Regions from separate parts of the Mus musculus genome. Here all the other regions are linked to region 1. Evidence: chromatin contacts called from public Hi-C and promoter capture Hi-C data. All regions are on one chromosome and are shown on one strand. The core of a region is the stretch at or near the end of the contact, and the rest is flanking DNA. Distances in the headings are between cores, read along the strand shown. Region 1 holds the start of Baat (bile acid-Coenzyme A: amino acid N-acyltransferase). Region 2 holds the start of Pgap4 (post-GPI attachment to proteins GalNAc transferase 4). Region 3 has its middle 16 kb from the start of Acnat1.

The links. A called contact is a pair of places that touch in the nucleus more often than the background predicts. Capture Hi-C pulls out chosen DNA fragments and counts their contacts.
Region 2: a contact with region 1 is called in a promoter capture Hi-C map of adipose tissue. The contact joins the promoter of Pgap4 here to the promoter of Baat in region 1. A contact is called at or near these places in 1 of 484 Hi-C or Micro-C datasets (nephron progenitors), 2 of 115 datasets of contacts at active chromatin or transcription factors (both in embryonic stem cells) and 3 of 9 other capture datasets (adipose tissue, liver and pancreatic islet).
Region 3: a Hi-C map of liver shows a contact between it and region 1, with 3 times the contacts expected there. The contact joins the enhancer-like site here to the promoter of Baat in region 1. A contact is called at or near these places in 3 of 39 promoter capture datasets (hippocampal neurons and liver), 1 of 484 Hi-C or Micro-C datasets (liver), 1 of 115 datasets of contacts at active chromatin or transcription factors (embryonic stem cells) and 1 of 9 other capture datasets (adipose tissue).

The regions. Positions count from the first base shown.
Region 1 is chr4:49,505,237-49,507,875 of GRCm38.p6, reverse strand. It overlaps Baat (bile acid-Coenzyme A: amino acid N-acyltransferase), which reads left to right and starts at 1,318. Exons shown (of 4, transcript NM_007519.3): 1 at 1,318-1,547.
Region 2 is chr4:49,596,529-49,599,167 of GRCm38.p6, reverse strand. It overlaps Pgap4 (post-GPI attachment to proteins GalNAc transferase 4), which reads left to right and starts at 1,292. Exons shown (of 2, transcript NM_025944.4): 1 at 1,292-1,544. Gm33106 (a long non-coding RNA gene) reads right to left here. Exons shown (of 3, transcript XR_390562.3): 2 at 340-2,312.
Region 3 is chr4:49,434,022-49,436,660 of GRCm38.p6, reverse strand. It overlaps the pseudogene Rbpj-ps2. Among named protein-coding and RNA genes, the nearest start is that of Acnat1, 16 kb to the left of the region's middle. Within about 2 kb of position 1,345, at least 2 of the 459 cell types and tissues checked have an H3K27ac peak or open chromatin away from gene starts, as enhancers often do. A contact at or near this core is called in liver, where this site is marked.

The DNA of each region.
Region 1 (2,639 bases), core at 69-2,568:
CCATTTCTCTATTGTAGCTTATTCCAAATATAATCAAGTTAACAAGAATAGCCACCACAAGTATACCTCTTGTCAACTTGGCACACAATCATATTTTCTTAGGTCATGATTAATTTCAAAATGATAACTGTAACCAGATCACAATTAGACCTAAACATAATGTAACTACCCCACACACATTCACAACACATATATTTAACCAGGTCATACTTACCTCTAACATGATATAACTGTCCTTCATACATTCCAGATGTAGTCAAGTTGACAACAAGGAAAAGCCATCATACCTCTCTTCAACAATTCCTCTATTTTTTTCTCATTTTGTTTTTATTTTATGTATGTGGGTGTTTTGCTTGCATGTACATTCATGAACCACCTATGTGCCTCATGCTTCAAAAGTCAGAAAAGAGCATCAGATTATCTGGACCTGGAGTTACGGACAGTTATGAGTCACCGTGTGAGTGCTAGGAATATTCTTCCCCATGGAAGTACTGCCAGTGTTCCTGACCACAGAGCTGTCTCTTCAGCCCCATAATGCAATCAAATATAATTATGTTGAAATTTCCCATCAGGGTATCTGTTTTCCACTCATCGGATTTATTTGCTCCCTTTTTTTCCTACTCCTGCTGTGGCAGACTTTATTCCCAAAAGATTGCAGATGGCAGTACAAATATAAACAGAATAGTGCATGCGTATACATAGCATACCCTCTTCCCTTTCCCTTATTGCTGCTATTTAACTCACTATCAAAAAATCTCTGCTTCCTTCTCCTCATTTGAATTCTAACAGGGCCATATGCCTTCTTCACAAATATAAAATGGCTAAGACTATAGATTTCAGCTGTCTTAACTTTTGCCCTTCCAGCTGTGACGTGAAAAACCCAATCTGGATCATCTAGAAAGACCACAAGGAGGCTCCCATATCCTTGGTGTCCCCAGCTCTGTTCCAGTATTGAGAACAAACATGTGCAGGAGTGAATCCCAGATGATTCTATTCCCTTGCCTTGGAGATTTCCATGTGAAATAACACACACTGTGTCACAGAGACAGCCTCTTTTTTGTTGTTGTTTTACTCTTGTTTTTCTGAGACAGTCTCCCTATGTAGCCCAGGCTGGCTTTAACTTCCCTCCTGCCTCAGTCTCCCTAGTTCTGGGTACACAGGAGCTCTCTGCCACATTCCAGCAAAGGACGTGGTTTCAGAGGACTGTTGCTGTCAAAGACCAGAGTTTGTTAGGGCCTTTCCACACTAGAAGCCCGATGCTTTCATTTTTAGATCTTTATCTCAGGCATTTATTCAAAGTCCAAGTTCCAAGGTCTTAGTCTCTTCTCTGGGTTCAGCCTACTTATATCTGGTTGAGGAGGGAAATACTAAGATATTTTCCTCAGCTCTGACCGAATAGTCTGCATTTTTAAAAACTCTTCCATTATCTACAGTGTTGTCAGAGCCTTGGTTTGAGAGTCTCTGAGAAGTCCTGGGCATCTGTGCTGACCGACAGGGCCTCCTTCTCTAGAGCACACCACGTTCCTGAGGGTTGCTGTAAAACTACTGTAAGTGATTACTACCTCTGCCTTTCCTATGCAGCTTATCCTTTAATGAATTGCTCTGACGCCTGGTAGCTCTCTTATCTATTATCTCTTAGCTCAGCGAACTCTTGATAAGTACATGAAGTTATCATTATCTACCCGCAGAAAATCTTACATCACTTGAAAAACAGTGATATAAGAATCCTATGTTTACCAGATTTTCCTCTATTTGTCATATTTCATAGATAAACCTCATAAAACTTTTATTTTGAACAGGCTATATAGAGTTTTAACTTTTCCTAAGTTCACATATGTATCTATGTAAGTGATTAAATTTTGAAAAGGGCCTTTATATTTACCCAGATAATAAATGTGTTATTGCTCTTCATTTCTTGAAGTAGTATTTACTGAAAATGTATTTTCCCCATTTCCATTCCCCCATGGGACTTTCTTTCTTTCTTTCTTTCTTTCTTTCTTTCTTTCTTTCTTTCTTTCTTTCTTTCTTTCTTTCTCTCTCTCTCTCTCTCTCTCTCTCTCTCTCTCTCTCTCTCTCTCTCTCTTTCTTTCTTTCTTTCTTTGGTTTTTCGAGACCAGGCTGCCTCTGCCTCCCAAGTGCTGGGATTAAAGGCGTGCGCCACCGCGCCTGGCTGGGATTTACTTTCTATAGCCTTCAGGTTTGATGTGTATATTTCATAGGTAAGGAATTGTGAGCATTTTGTTTTATTTACTTGTTTTTCTCTTTCTTTTGAGCACTGTGATTGAGGGGTTATTGTCTCCTGCTTTGTTTAATGTCTTTTTGGTAGGGCCAACTGTCATTTTATGTTTGTTCTTTTCCTCTGCAATGTTTACTTTTCTCTGGCTACATTAAAATTTGCTCTCTGTGTTAAGAGTTTGATTATAATAAGAGCTGGGATTTCTGCTGGGTTTGTCCCCATATTTGTTATACTTCTTGTGACTGTAGCATGGTGGTTTTCAGTGAATTGAGGGGAAATTCAGCCCTAGTATTTTTTTTAAGATTTATTTATTATTATAAATAAGTACACTGTAGCTGTCTTCAGTCATACCAGAAGTGGGCATCAGATCACATTACAGATGGTTGTGAGCCACCATGTGGTT
Region 2 (2,639 bases), core at 43-2,542, 91 kb before region 1:
GAAGTCGGGACTGGAACTCAAGCAGGTCAGACAACAGGAGCTAATGCAGAGGCCATGGAGGGATGTTTCTTACTGGCTTGCTTCCCCTGGCTTGCTCAGTTTGCTTTCTTATAGAACCCAAGACTACCAGCCCAGAGATGGCACCACCCACAAGGGGCCTTTCCCCTCTTGATCACTAATTGAGAAAATGCCTTACAACTGTATCTCATGGAGGCACTTCCCCAATTGAAGCTCCTTTCTCTGTGATAACTCTAGCTGTGTCAAGTTGACACGCAGAACCAGCCAGTACACACAGCTAAAACATACAAACCAGACAAGCAAATGACAAGAAATTTTCACCTAAATCAGGCAGATATCATGGCCTTTCTTGTAGTTGGTTGTCTTTTTCTGCGATCACCTCAAGGCTCCTTCAAGTGGACACAAAGAACCCCAGTGACATGAGTTCTGAGAGGCTTCAACAGCAGGAACTTGGCTCAATAGGCTGAGCTCAGGATTGTTCGCCTCTGTAGTAGAAAGCAGCTAGAACATCTGGAAACAAGATGATGATCTCATTTTTTGCATCAAATAATTTACTTATGGAATTTCCTCTTTTTAACCCTGTAAACTCGTATGTACCCTGTTACAGAAAGGGTTTTACTGGATATTTTCTATCGGTGCCTCCTAATCTTGCAACTTGTTTCCATCCTGAGTATTTAAGTGATAATGATCAGACAATACAACATTATGATCACCAAAAAAAAAATTCCTATTATATGTACATCCAAAATACTCATTTAAGTCCTAGCCTACACTGGCAAACTGACATGGAATAGAAGCAATAAAAATGGCCACAAAGATGTATGGTGGTGAGAGCCCTGGTGAGGCCAGGGTACTAAGCTGGCTGTTTTTTACCTTCTCATAGTCAGACATGCAGTTTTTTTCCCCCTTCCTTGAGTCATTTCCTATGCTTTCCCTGTGTTGCACGTCAGGATTACTCTACCCCAGTGCGTATATTTTTCTCCCTCTCCAGTTATGTCTCCCAGGGGCTTTTGCATTTAAACAGAAGGCGTTTAGAAGATTAAAGCCCATTCAGAAACAGAGAAATAGGTTTCTACACAAACGCTTCCGCAAAGGGCGAGATGCTTTATTAAAATACATCTTTCTTCTTGTGCCCACCTGATGGAATAAAACCTAGGCTTGCATTCACATTATAAAAGGGACATCATCCTGTTCTCCTGACTTGGGAGCGACCCTGCTTTTCCCTCGCTGCCCATCAGTTGGCGCCTTTTGCCTCTCCCCCACCCCGCCCCGCAACCCCCACCCCCAAGCCAGCTTTGGGGGCTGCAGTTGCTCCGCAGCTCTCAGGTCACGTGGCCTGGCAGAGCGAGGGGAGCCCTGCACCGGAGCGAATGCTGGAGGAGGCGAGCCTTCCGCTACTCTCCGCCCGGCAGGGTTCTGCCAAGGCGCCACCATCGAGACCAGCCAGCCTGGGCTACAGCAGCGGTGGCCTGGGCTACAGCGGCGGTGGCCTTGGCAAGCCAGGACGTAGCTGACGCCTCCACGGGGTAGGTTTCCTGCCGGGCTGGTGTCGCGGAGAAGCGCGCCCTCGAGGGGACGCGATGTGGGAGCGACGGCCGATGAGGGGAGTGGTGCTCCCGAGGCCTGCGTCCCCCGCCCTGAGCCCCGCAGGCTGGCTCGGCCGCGGCCCCGCCCTCGGTGCGTCTGTGGCACCAGGCGGGTCGCCTCGCTCTTTGGCTGTCGCCGGCCGGGCCGGGTTGTCACCAGGCCCGAGGATGCAGCCCGGGAGCCCCACACAGCGGCCGGCCTGAGCGCTACCCCCTAATGGCTGCCCGGGAGCGGGGGCCCCTCCGCCCGTCCTCGGCGGGGCGCGTCCTCCAGCGAAGGTGACCGGAGGAAGGCGCCCCTCCCGCTCCCGGGAACGCCCGCGCCTGGAACGCCACTGCGCTGGACTCGCAGTCTCTGCCTGAAGGTGGGCAAACTGAGGCCGGTGGGCAGAGGGGACTCCCCAAGGTCAGCGAGGGCCCTAGATGCCAAGCTAGGGGTTTTCAGTCACTATTATTTTCCCCAGAGTGGATGGATGGGTGTGTCGCAGCTTTCGCTCAGGTTCTTGTGCCAGGCGTCGCCCGTGCCGCACTGCGTTCAGGAGGTTGTCGCGGGACCTGAACCCCCGCAGGTCACAGTGACCTGGCATCTCCTGCTCGACCCTTGCTCTCCCTGCGGGACCACAATGCGGCTTCAGTGATGATCTCACCATGCGGATTATCACCAGAAACTGCAGGTGTGGGTGTGCGCGCAAGTGCACGCCGGTTTCCCTGAGAGAAATAAACCATGTATGGGAAATAGTTTTATTGGAGGATTTCTAGGGGGTCTTTATGCGCCACATAGTTTATGAGACCAGAAGAGCAAACAAGGTTCGTCTAATGCTTAATATGATGAGAACCAGAAAAAAAGAAATGGAAATGATAAGCATGGAGCAAAAAGAAAAAAAAAAAAAAAAAAGAAAAAAAAAAAAGAAAAATATAAACAAAACTACATCTTTTAGATTGTTGAGATTCTCTGTTTAGCTTTAAATTTTTCTATATTTGAAGTTAATATTAACAATGTAGTTATTATTAATAATGTAATTATATTAATAATGG
Region 3 (2,639 bases), core at 96-2,595, 71 kb after region 1:
CAATGAAGGAGCCAGAGAAAGTACCCAGGGAGCTGAAGGGGTCTGAAGCCCCATAGGAGGAACTTCAATATGAAATAACCAGTATCCCTGGTACTCCTTGGAACTATACCACCAATCAAAGAAAAGACAGGGTAGAACTTGTGGCTCTAGCTATATATGTAGCAGAGGATAGCCTAGTCAGTCATCAATGAGAGGAGAGGCCTTTAGTCCTGTGAAGGCTCTATGCCCCAGTATAGGGGAATGCCAGGACCTGGAATCAGAGTGGGTGGGTTGGAGAGCCAGGGGAGGAGGTGGGGGATAGAGGAGTTTCAGACGGGAAACTGGGAAAGGGGATAACATTTGAAATGTAAATAAAGAAAATATCTAAAAAGGAAAAGAAAAGAGGAAAAAGGAAAAGGAAAACACAGAAATAACTACTAACAGTATCTGCGAACAGATTCAGTTAACATGCATTGCATGTGTTGCAGGCAAGGCAGAGGCATTTTTAAAACTTTTGCAGACCTCATATAATCTTAAAAAATATGCAGGCCTCTTCAAAATTTGACTTGTTGAAATCAAAATAATTCCATCTTCTGAAAAAGTCTTAAGACTTCAGCTTAAAAAACGTTCCAGCCTTAGACCACAGGAACCTGGAAGTGTTCAGTATTCAGACTGAACAAACATGGTGAGGCTCGAACCTGAATGTACTTTAGAGCCAACCCTCAAAGGGTGGGGAGCGCAACCTGTTTGGTAACAAGGTGTACTACATACTGTGATATAAAAAAGGCATGGTGAAAAGGTACCTTTTACTAAAGTTTATGCAATTCCCTTGGTCCATAAATCTATGTTAAGTTTGTGTCTTCTAGCTTAACCTGTATCTCCAGCCATGTATCTATTTCCAGACCATTAAATCAAAACCAAACCAAAAACAACCAAAAAGGTGTGTGTGTGAGAGTGACAGCTGAAAACCTGGATTCCCATCAGCCTGTGCATTTTGATGTTGTTCATTGTATTATGGCTTGTGCATGTCACACCTGCACTTGCAGTTTTGAATAGATCACCCGGTATGAAACGTTTCCCCAGGAAACCACAAAAGGTTGTTCACTTTATCCTTAGCTTTTTTCTGTGAAATTTTTTGCCACATTCAAGTCAGTTGCAGTCACAGCAAAAAGATGATAGTTAGGACACCACGGTTGCTGTGGACGATGTGACACTGGTAGAATTTGTGCTGGCATTTGTGTAATTCCCCTCGCTGTTTGTGTTTGACTCATTGGAGGGCACTTGGCTGGATTTGACTCTGAGAATCACTCCTGCAGCGCTGCAGTGTGGCCTTGGCCCTGGCTATGGTGTGTAGGTGAAGGTAAGCCTGGTGGAGTAAATGATTCTGTCAGTACTGACCTAAGTTACTGGAACCTGGAGTGTCTCTTAGACCTATCTCCAACCTTCTCTGAATGCAGAAATGTCTGGGATCTTACAGAGCATGCTCTTTAAACATCTGTACATTGTGTCAACTTCTACATCTCCAATCCACACTCATAAATTTCGAGTAAGGTTTGTTCTTTAAGTTCAAGGATTGCTACTTCCCTGCTGCCATTCAAGTGAAGACTTTCTACAACAGGCACAGGAATGACTGGGGCAAGGATAGGGTCCATTCCCTCACAGATACCATTTTTTTTTTATTTTGTGTTTTTGGACACAGAGTAGCCTGAAATTGAAATATTCTTTCTTGAGAAAGGCACAAGTACATTCTTTCTGTAACCTTAAGGTAAAATGCACATTTGTGGAGCTGTGATACAGGGTGGTCTGCATCCAGTAATGCTGTCTGCTTATCAACTTTCTTAATTATCAATCTTGGGAGTGCCATGCCAGTCACTGAGCACACAAGCTTGACACTCTGTCCATAATGGATGTAGCCATCACTAACTGTGAACTCTTCTCCTTCTGGCTCATCATCTTCCAGGAGTGTTGGAGACCATACCGTGAGAAAAAGCCTTTCAAGTCTCCCACCCTGACAAGCCAAATGACCTTGTGCTAGGAGCTAGCTGGTTGTCACTCCCTTCTCCCTGTTCCCTTCCTGGCACCTGAGTCTCTATAAGCTGAATTATAATCCCCTCTTCCTTATCTCTTCCTGACTCCCATGACATCAAAGGACATGAGTTAAGTGCTGAGCCGGGCCTGACACCCAAGGATGTTAAGGAGGATCCGAATTCCGGAGATAAGACGGACGCAGAGTGCCCACCGCCTGGAACCTGACTTCCGCCCTTATGTCCCCTGATGTCCACTTCTTTGTTCTTTGTTAATTTCCCCCTCAACCCCTCCCTATTCCCCTCGATGTATGCTTTAAAAACCCGGCGTTTCAGCCTAATAAACAGAGACCTTGATAGGACTTCCCTCCTTGGTCTCTGCTCCTTCTTTCTCTCCCATCCCATTTTTCTCCCAGGTTTTCAGTCCCCCTCTCACCCACGAATAACTGAGTCCTGCTGGAACGGACATGTGGCGCCTGATGTGCGGCTGAGGTTCGGATCGTATTTCCTTCAGTGGAAGTCCCAGAGAAGTTCATCGTGACCCCAAGAAAATAGAAGTAGTGAAGGAACGCTTCCACTGCTCGTGGGAGAAAGAGAAGTCCTTGAAAAATGAAAGCACCTCCAAAGAAGTCACTC